Regions from separate parts of the Mus musculus genome. Here region 1 is linked to region 2. The links are chromatin contacts, called in public HiChIP or PLAC-seq maps. All regions are on one chromosome and are shown on one strand. The core of a region is the stretch at or near the end of the contact, and the rest is flanking DNA. Distances in the headings are between cores, read along the strand shown.

Region 1 (4,086 bases), core at 126-2,625, 1.5 Mb before region 2:
TACAAATGTATTTACATTCACTTAAGGTGATACTGAGCTGCCAGCCTCAGGAACTGCTCTGCCTATGAACAAATTCTTACCTCGGTTTTTTTTTTAATTTATTTAATTTATTCTATGCACATTGTTTATGTTTTTGCCTGCAAGTATGTCTGTGTGAGGTTGTCAAATCTTGGAGTTACAGACAGTTGTGAGCTGTCATATGGTTGCTGGGAATTGAACCAGGGTCCTCTGGAAGAGCAGCCAGTACTCCTAACCACTGAGCCATCTCTCCAGGCTCAACTCTTACCTCCTGCTCAGTACAATCCACACTAACATTTAGCGTTTGAATTTGTTTGAAATTATGTTTTTAAAAGATTTGCATTCGTTATAGTGACCAATCAGAAATGCATACATACATGTTTTGGATTGTTTTGTTTTGTTTTGTTTTTCCTTTTACATCCAAACCAACCATATAGTCACCAAAACTAAAAAGCCTTTTAATCGTTAAATTTCCAAGACAGCACTTTTCTGTCTTCAGTTACATAACACAGCTCCTAAAATGACTATAAGTCCCAAACCTGTGATTGCTCAAGTGTTTCCAGATCCAAAGTTCACTCCAGCATGCCCAGGCGAATAGGTACAAGAAAAAACAGGAGCATTTTGCTTTCTGAAGTTTGAACCTTGAACTCAGAGCACATTCAGGGCCTCTGGGTTCCTCATCTTTGAACAAGCTATTAATCTACCTGAAATAGGTGAACTTCAGTGAAGCATTATCAAATAGGTAACAAGTTCCCTTTCAAATTAAAACCAGTCAGGATGAAAAACAAGTTTGTTGACCTTGCTTGTTCACCGTGAACCATGACACGTCAGTTAATAGCAGCCACCTGCACCACTCCAGACTTCTTCAACAGCTAGCACCACAAATTTAGAAACATTCGGAGACCAAAATAATGAGCCTGAAAGACCAACAGCTTCACAGTCTTATATCATCAGAGAAGGAAAAAAAAAAAAAAAGGAAGATGGAAGAAAGAGAGGGAGGGTGTAAGGAAAGGAGAGAGAAAGAGAGAGAGAGAGAGAGAGAGAGAGAGAGAGAGAGAGAGAGAGAGGGAGAGGGAGAGGGAGAGGGAGAGGGAGAGGGAGAGGGAGAGGGAAAGGGAAAGGGAGGGAGAGGGGGAGAGAAGGAGGGAGGGAGGAAGGAAGGGAGGGAAGGAAGGAGAGAAGCAGGGGAGACAGGTAAGGAAAAACTCTTCAGGAAGAAAAGAACACTAAAATCTTCAGAAGTTTTAGTCATGGCATAAAATTGGGGCTAAATTAAAAGAAGAAACATAGAGCATTTATGCAAGGAGTATTAGCAGGGCAGGGGCCAAAGATCAGAGGTGGGATGGAGAGAACAGGGGGCCGGGGGGGGGGGTTGCATCATTTATTAAAGCCACTGCTATACCACAGTAGTCATTTCTGCTGATTTCTCCAAGGCTTCTGCTAACAATTGCCTTTTAATGCTTTATATATATTTTGTGCATATTTACTGAAGAAAACAGTACTTGAATCTTGAGGTTATGTGGGCAAAGGTTATTTGGAGCTAGGTATCTGATATGGCTTTAAGGCTCTCTGTCGGTACACTATTAAGTTTATTTATCAGCCTCTAATTTTCCTAATCGGTCTCTTCCAAAATTATGCCTTTCTCATGATTTCTAAGTGAAGTCTGAGGCAAGAACCAGTGTATTCTTGAACGTGTAAAGGTGTGCATAGGTGAAACAGACACAGAAAATGTTAGTTTAAATTTTACTTAAGACATCAGTAACTTCATCTTACTTTTATAAGAGACCTGTAAAACTCACTGGCTTCATATTTGCTGGGGTGTTTCTTATAATCTGTGGTCCGTAAAAATACTAGCTTTCTAAAATCAATACGATCCAAGCTGAAATATATGTAATATAATTCTTGAAGAAGCAGGAGTTCTACAATTTTGCCTTCTGAACAGCATTGTACATTGTGGGTTAGCTTGCAGCAAATAGAAAGTATCACCTTGTTGCACAGAGCACTAGCTGGTGAGGTTCCTTCGAGTTATCTTTCTTTTTTAACAGTTAAGGCACAATGTGTCACCCACCTTAGAAACCCATCTCACAGAGAGGTGCCCACTAGCACCAGGCACCAGCGTAAACTTTTAGGTAACTAACAGCAGTTGATGCATGCGCAAATAGAGGAATTCAACTAATACACAGCTAACATGTTTTCAACTCGGCTGCTAAAATATTAAAACCTGGGTCCCAGAGGCCACAGGTAAGAGCTGATGTCTGGAATGGCTTGTCATAGTATAAAGTAGTGCTCTGTAGTCCCTGGCAAGGAGCCACCTTCCCAGCAAGCCCCAGGGCAGCCCCTGTTAACAAATTGTGAAGATTAGAAATTCTGCCCGGTTTCCAGTGCTTGCTTTCTGTATGGTACTTTCCACCTGCGGGTATCAAGGGGCAGAATAAATATTAACTCCCAGATCCTGTCAGCTTTACAAACCTATGAAGATGGGAAACTACAGTTTGCAGTTAGAATTCCTTACTAACTCCATTTTTCTCTGTTTCCAGAGAGTGAAATAAGATTTGTATTTCAACAAGGCCTGAGTTTAAATTAAAAAATAAAAAAATAAAAATCAAGATACCCATGGAACTAAAAATCTCAAAGTCTCCCTTTCTAACCATAATCAATTCTTTTTTGCACAGTTGCTTGCTTTGCTGCTTTCTTCCTTCCTTTCTTTCCTTTTCATGACATGCCATATACTCACTATATGCCTCTGAAGTGCCTGGAACTCACTGTGTAGACTAGACTGGCCAATCCTTGTTCTAGATTGAAAAACTTCAGAATTATAATCATAATCATTTCATTCAGCAAAGTCAAAGAAAAGGTATACTTCAAAACAACAACAACAACAGATCTTTAACATAATGTCCGTGGAAATATTATAAAACTGTATTGCAAATATCTTATCTTTTAAAGGTGAGCAAGCTGGCCAATTTACCAGGGAAGTGTGCTAAATATATATAGCCCTGATAGCTTGAAACTATTTAGCACCTCCAGGGGACAAAGATTAGAACACTGTGTTTTTACTTTTTATTTCTTTATTTATTTTTGCTGTGATTTGCTTTGGTGATGAGACAGGGTCACTCTTTAGCCCAGAATGAGCTGGCACGAGTGACTCCTTGCCTCTGAATCCTGCATGGGGTCACTTCAGGTACATGTCACCACCCTTGGTTTAAGATTACAACTTCTTCTCTATTCGTGTCTGATATTATAGACTTTTCTATTTTAAATCTTCTCCTTTCCTATAAACTGTGACTATCTAAGTAGTTTATATTTCCTTCTAGGTTGCTGTATCTTATATAGTATTAGTCAAGGAAACCCAGATGCTAGAACTAAAAGACTAAAGTCTTAATGAATGAGGGTCTGTGGGGGTTGGTTTTGCTTTGTTTTGTGGGGTGGTATAGTTTAAGACAGAATTTTACAATATAGCCCAGACTATGCTATAACTCACTATATAGCACAGACTGGACTCAAGCTCACATCTATCTTTTTACCAGAGCCTCCTGAGCCAGCGTTTATAGCATTATATCATAAATAGCCTAACATCTATAGCTTTTGCCAGTGGATGATAGGCAGAGTTTATTACACACATATATGTATCCTTGCTGCTTCTTTCATCATGATAACTTAAATATATCTACTTTACATGCATAGTACAAAACACAAAGTAAAGAACCCGGTCATGGAATAATATATTTAAGATACATTTAAAGTCAAGCTCAGGCTAGAGGGGTTGCTCAGTGGTTACCTCATAGGGACATCACCATTACAGTGCCTGAGTGAAACCCTTCTTAGCTAGCACAGGGATGTGCCCTGCAAGTTTCGTCATAAAGAATCTTTATTTCAAACAGACATAATTTTTTACTTTGCAAAGTAAATGTTACTGACCTAGGAAATATATCTCTCATCATCCCTGCCTTACTTTTTTGATGCTGAGATTAAAATACCCTGATAAAAGCAACTTAAGGGAGAAGGGCTTTACTCTGGTTCATCATTCAGAATGATACACTTTCTTGAGACATCGCAACTGCATCCACA
Region 2 (4,236 bases), core at 1,432-3,931:
ATATCAAAGTCCTTGGTGAAGCAAGGATAGCAGCTTCCTTGGTGGTGGATCAGAGTTGTTCCTGGCTGGAAGGGATATTCTGTCTGACATTACTGAGAAACTGACTGGAGTTCTATGAGACCAGTCAGGTGTCATGCTATCACAATGACCCACAGCAGAGATGACTAAGGCATGGACCAAACTGGAACATGAAGAGAAGACAACAGCTAAATTATGGAAGGAGTTGGAAAACAGATCGACCTGCATTTCTGTCTTGAGCAGTCAAGGATACATCAGCTGTAGGTGCGAGAGAAATGTCTTCAGAAGAGCAGGGTGGGCGCACTGAAGCACTGAGGCTTCACGTAGTGGGACTGACCTCTGAGAAGCTGTCTGTCCTCACAGCGCACTTAGCCAGAGTGCAGCTGGACATGAAGGTGCGAGACTAGGGAAAAGAGCTGGGCTAACGGTGTCTCTCTGAAAGTCAGAAACATTTAGCACTTGATCGTGTGACTGGATATGGAAGTTTAGAGTGGTCACAGAAAAGAGAAAGGGTCAAGATAGGTCCCAGTGCTCAACGTAAAGATTGCAAAAGGAAAAAACAGCAACAGCAAAAGAGACACATTTTACTTTAAGAAAGAGAAGAAGGAGGAGCTCAAATTGATTTTAGCTACAGAATGGTGAAGGTCACTGTAGCCTTGATAAAAATAGGTCTTCTTGGATATGGGAGAAAGAAATTTCATTATGCAGAGATGCTGAGGTGGATCAGGGAATAAGGACACTTAGTGCCAATTCTGATGACCTATGTTAGACCCATGGGATCCACGTGGTGAAAGGAGATAATCAAATCTCAGAAAATGTTCTCTGACCACTACACATGCATCTTAGTACAAGCAAACACAAACATAAACACATACATAAACACACACACACACTCACACACATGCACGTGCACACATGAGCACACACAAACACCTGCCCACACGTACTTCGGAAAGGAAAAACCTATTTTAATAGATAAAAAACAAGAGCTATGACCATGTTTTAAGGAACTTTTATGTGTCAAGAAATGTTAAAAATGAGAGGAAGATACGGTGCCCAAGAAAGAAATGGAGCCACAGGGACTCATTTTATATGTTTTTGCTTCTTTAGACTGGGAAATGAACACAAGAATACAGAAAATGAGGACTGACAGGAACAAGAAACTCAGGATACTTAGGAGGGAAAACAGGGAATTGTGGGAAATGTCCTCAGAAACGGGAGAGGTGCCTGTTTGGAACTAGGTATTAGGGTAAGCCTTGGCCTTGGCTGCGAGTGTGAGAAGTCTCAGAAGCAGAGATCTAGCTTGAGTTCCAGGGCAAAATGAAGAAACACAGAGATTTTTCCTGCCTGGAGCCACTAGAACTTCCCTTCTGATTGTTGCAGCATAGGAGAATGGTAAGGAGAACTAAGATTCCAGAAAATGAGACAAAAATGAGGTTTTCAGGAGGAAGGGGCAGGAGAACAGCACAGCAATGTGAAATTGTGTACTGTCAGGAACATCCAGGCCAACCTGTGTCCTGGAGCTTGGACACAGGGTCTTGCAGAGATGTTCAAAATGACCTAGGGAGGTTCTCTGAGGATCATAGTAGGACTTGGGAATTCTGTGTGTTTTTAAGTACCGGCATTTGAAAAAAATGTGTGCATATGTGATAAAATTTTGATTTCTTATGCAAGAGTGGATTACAAACATCAGAATCAGATATTGATAGGAAGAAAATTGTAATCATTCTCACAAACTAGGGTTATACCCTTATGCGGGGAAGAAACTGTATGTACCCAGTCTCTCATTTTGATTTTCAAGGCTGAAGTCAAAGCTGGGCTAATTTTAATGATTCAGTGAACAGAGGACCAGTTGTTGCTATGACACAAAACAAGCAACTTGGTGGAGCAGTGACTCCAAGGAGAGGAGGCAGTGTTTTGAGCTTCATGTGTAGACATTGATAATTAATGGTAATGAGAGGAAAGGGGAACAGACCAAGGTGGGGAAGTGTGACATTTCTGATAAGACAACGTGTGATACAGGACCTGGAACTACTTAGGCGTTTAACCCGAGGGCTGAGATTCAGAGAAAGAAAAAGAGAAGTAGAGGCAACGTTGAGTTTGCTTAGGCATCTGAGTTATAACTGAAGTGTTTATGTGTCTTAAAGCAGAGAGCAAACAGGTATCACACAGAGTCTGAAACGTCAAGGCAAGAAGAGGGACTTATGGGTATTGTAGAAGTTCCTAAGCTGTGCAGCAGCAATTTAAAGATAAGAGCATGCGACTCTGTCATGTTTCATCCCCCACTGCCATCAAAGCAAGGCTACTGCACCTTGATATATTGTATTCATCTTGCATGTTTGCGTTTTATATCAAGAAAGGCTCTACTCATGTAATTTATTTAAATGTTTACAAAGTAAAATTCTTCAGAGGCAACTCTAGCCTCAGAATGGCTTCTTAAGGCCTCAGGGCCGTGGGTCATGTACACCGGTCAGGTCTCAAAAACCATGGGTCTGCCTTCTGCGCCCCGGGCGTCATTTTGAGAATTCTAAATATTTCACTCTCGGATGAGAGAAGCAGAAGCAGCAAGAGGTGTATTTACGAGACGACGTTCCGTAGGTCAGTGGCAACGAAAGCTGTGGTGAAAACTTCCTGTTGCAGCAACACTCCCTTCTGAGAGGATGCTCTCTGCCTGCACAGGCAAAGCTATTAAAGCATACATTAATGCCAAGCTCATAATCAAGCCACCTCTGAAATGAAGCTGCCTCTCAGAGTGACAGGGTCTATGGAAATCACCAGCTAACTGAGCCAAGTTGAAAGGAACGCAACCCCCGGGCCAGAGAGTTTCAAATCAGCAAGGGAAGGAGGACGTGGCTCCAAGGCTCACTGAAGCCATGAGGTAGAAGCCATTGCTGCCTTGAATCCGGACCATAGAGTGTCTACAACTGCAACAAAAGAGGAACTTAAAATAGACAAAACCAGGAAAGCTTCTGATCTTGAGGCAGAGCAAAAGTTGAAGAGAAACTGAAAATGAGTTCTTGCTGAGGCGCTAAAATTACAATCACTGGTCTCATATTGAAACCCAATGGTAGACTCCAATGTTAAACAGCTTTCAAGGCAGGGAAACCTCTCTGTCCTTTTCCAGAAGCAGATGAGAAGTGGCCACCACGAATCAGTGCTCAGCCGTCGTCCCCAACCCCAGCACTAGTAGGTGTGAGTCCAGTGTAAAAATGCACTCTTAGCGAGAAACTGTCAACCTTTCCCAAGGCCTGTAGTAAAAAACAAACAAACAAAGAAACAAACAAACAAAAAAACAAAAGCAAACAACTAAAAATCCCAAACACACACACACACACATACACACACACACACAAACCCAAAGCAAACCAAACCAACCAAACAAAAACCCCACAAGGAATAGATCCTTAGACTAAATATCAAACAAAACCTGGGTTTTGGTAGGCAACTTAAAGGGCTGATTATGTTGCTTTGGGGGCCTCTGGAGTCTCCGTGACCAACAGCTCTGTGACAGAATCTTTCTCCTAGCTCTGGGGGCTTTTTCTCCTCACTACTTACAAAGTAGTAAGTTTCAAAGTGGTTTCTTCCTACAGTCTTTGTTTTGGTGTGCCATCCTCCTTTGCTCTCCCCAGCCCTGCCTCCTCTGTGCTTATGCCTCCTGCCTCCAGTGCACTGCTCCACCCCCACCCCACCCTACCCTCACCTTCCACCCCCACCCCCACCCCCACCCTCACCCTCCACCCCCACCCCTATCTACTTTCCTCTTATCTAGATTCCACTTTATTTCTGTCTGTTGAAAACAAAAACATCTGTAAAGCATTTGCATTCTTGATTCTTCCGTTGATAGACACCTACCCTTCATCCACTCCCTAGCTACGGTGACTAGAGCAGCCAGAAGCGGCGATGATCATGGATCTGCAAAGTGTGCAATACTATGACGTCACATCCTTTATGTATGTGTCCAACTGTGCCATAGCCGGGACAGACGGTAGCTATAGTTTTAGTTCTTTGAGAAACCTACAGACTGGTTTCCAAAGCAGTCTAATTTACTAATTTACACTCTTATCAAATGTAAAAGTTTCCATTCTTCACATCTTCCTGGCATTTACAGTCATTTGAGTTCCTAATGTTGACCATCCAAGTCAGAGTGCAGTAGACTCTTAAAGTTCCTTTGATCCACATTTCCCTGACGACTGAGAATGTTGAACTCTTTGTTAAATG

The links. HiChIP or PLAC-seq counts read pairs in DNA pulled down with a chosen protein or histone mark.
Region 1: a contact with region 2 is called in an H3K27ac HiChIP or PLAC-seq map of large pre-B cells, with 2.5 times the contacts expected there. The contact joins two enhancer-like sites. A contact is called at or near these places in 2 of 39 promoter capture datasets (the C10 cell line and second pharyngeal arch cranial neural crest) and 1 of 115 datasets of contacts at active chromatin or transcription factors (large pre-B cells).

What each region holds. Positions count from the first base shown.
Region 1 is chr2:45,250,775-45,254,860 of GRCm38.p6, reverse strand. It overlaps Vis1. Among named protein-coding and RNA genes, the nearest start is that of Gm28643, 120 kb to the right of the region's middle. Within about 2 kb of position 1,375, at least 10 of the 459 cell types and tissues checked have an H3K27ac peak or open chromatin away from gene starts, as enhancers often do.
Region 2 is chr2:43,737,441-43,741,676 of GRCm38.p6, reverse strand. It overlaps Gm39804 (a long non-coding RNA gene), which reads left to right. Exons shown (of 3, transcript XR_866182.2): 3 at 1-3,342. Among named protein-coding and RNA genes, the nearest start is that of Arhgap15, 9.3 kb to the left of the region's middle. Within about 2 kb of position 2,681, at least 125 of the 459 cell types and tissues checked have an H3K27ac peak or open chromatin away from gene starts, as enhancers often do.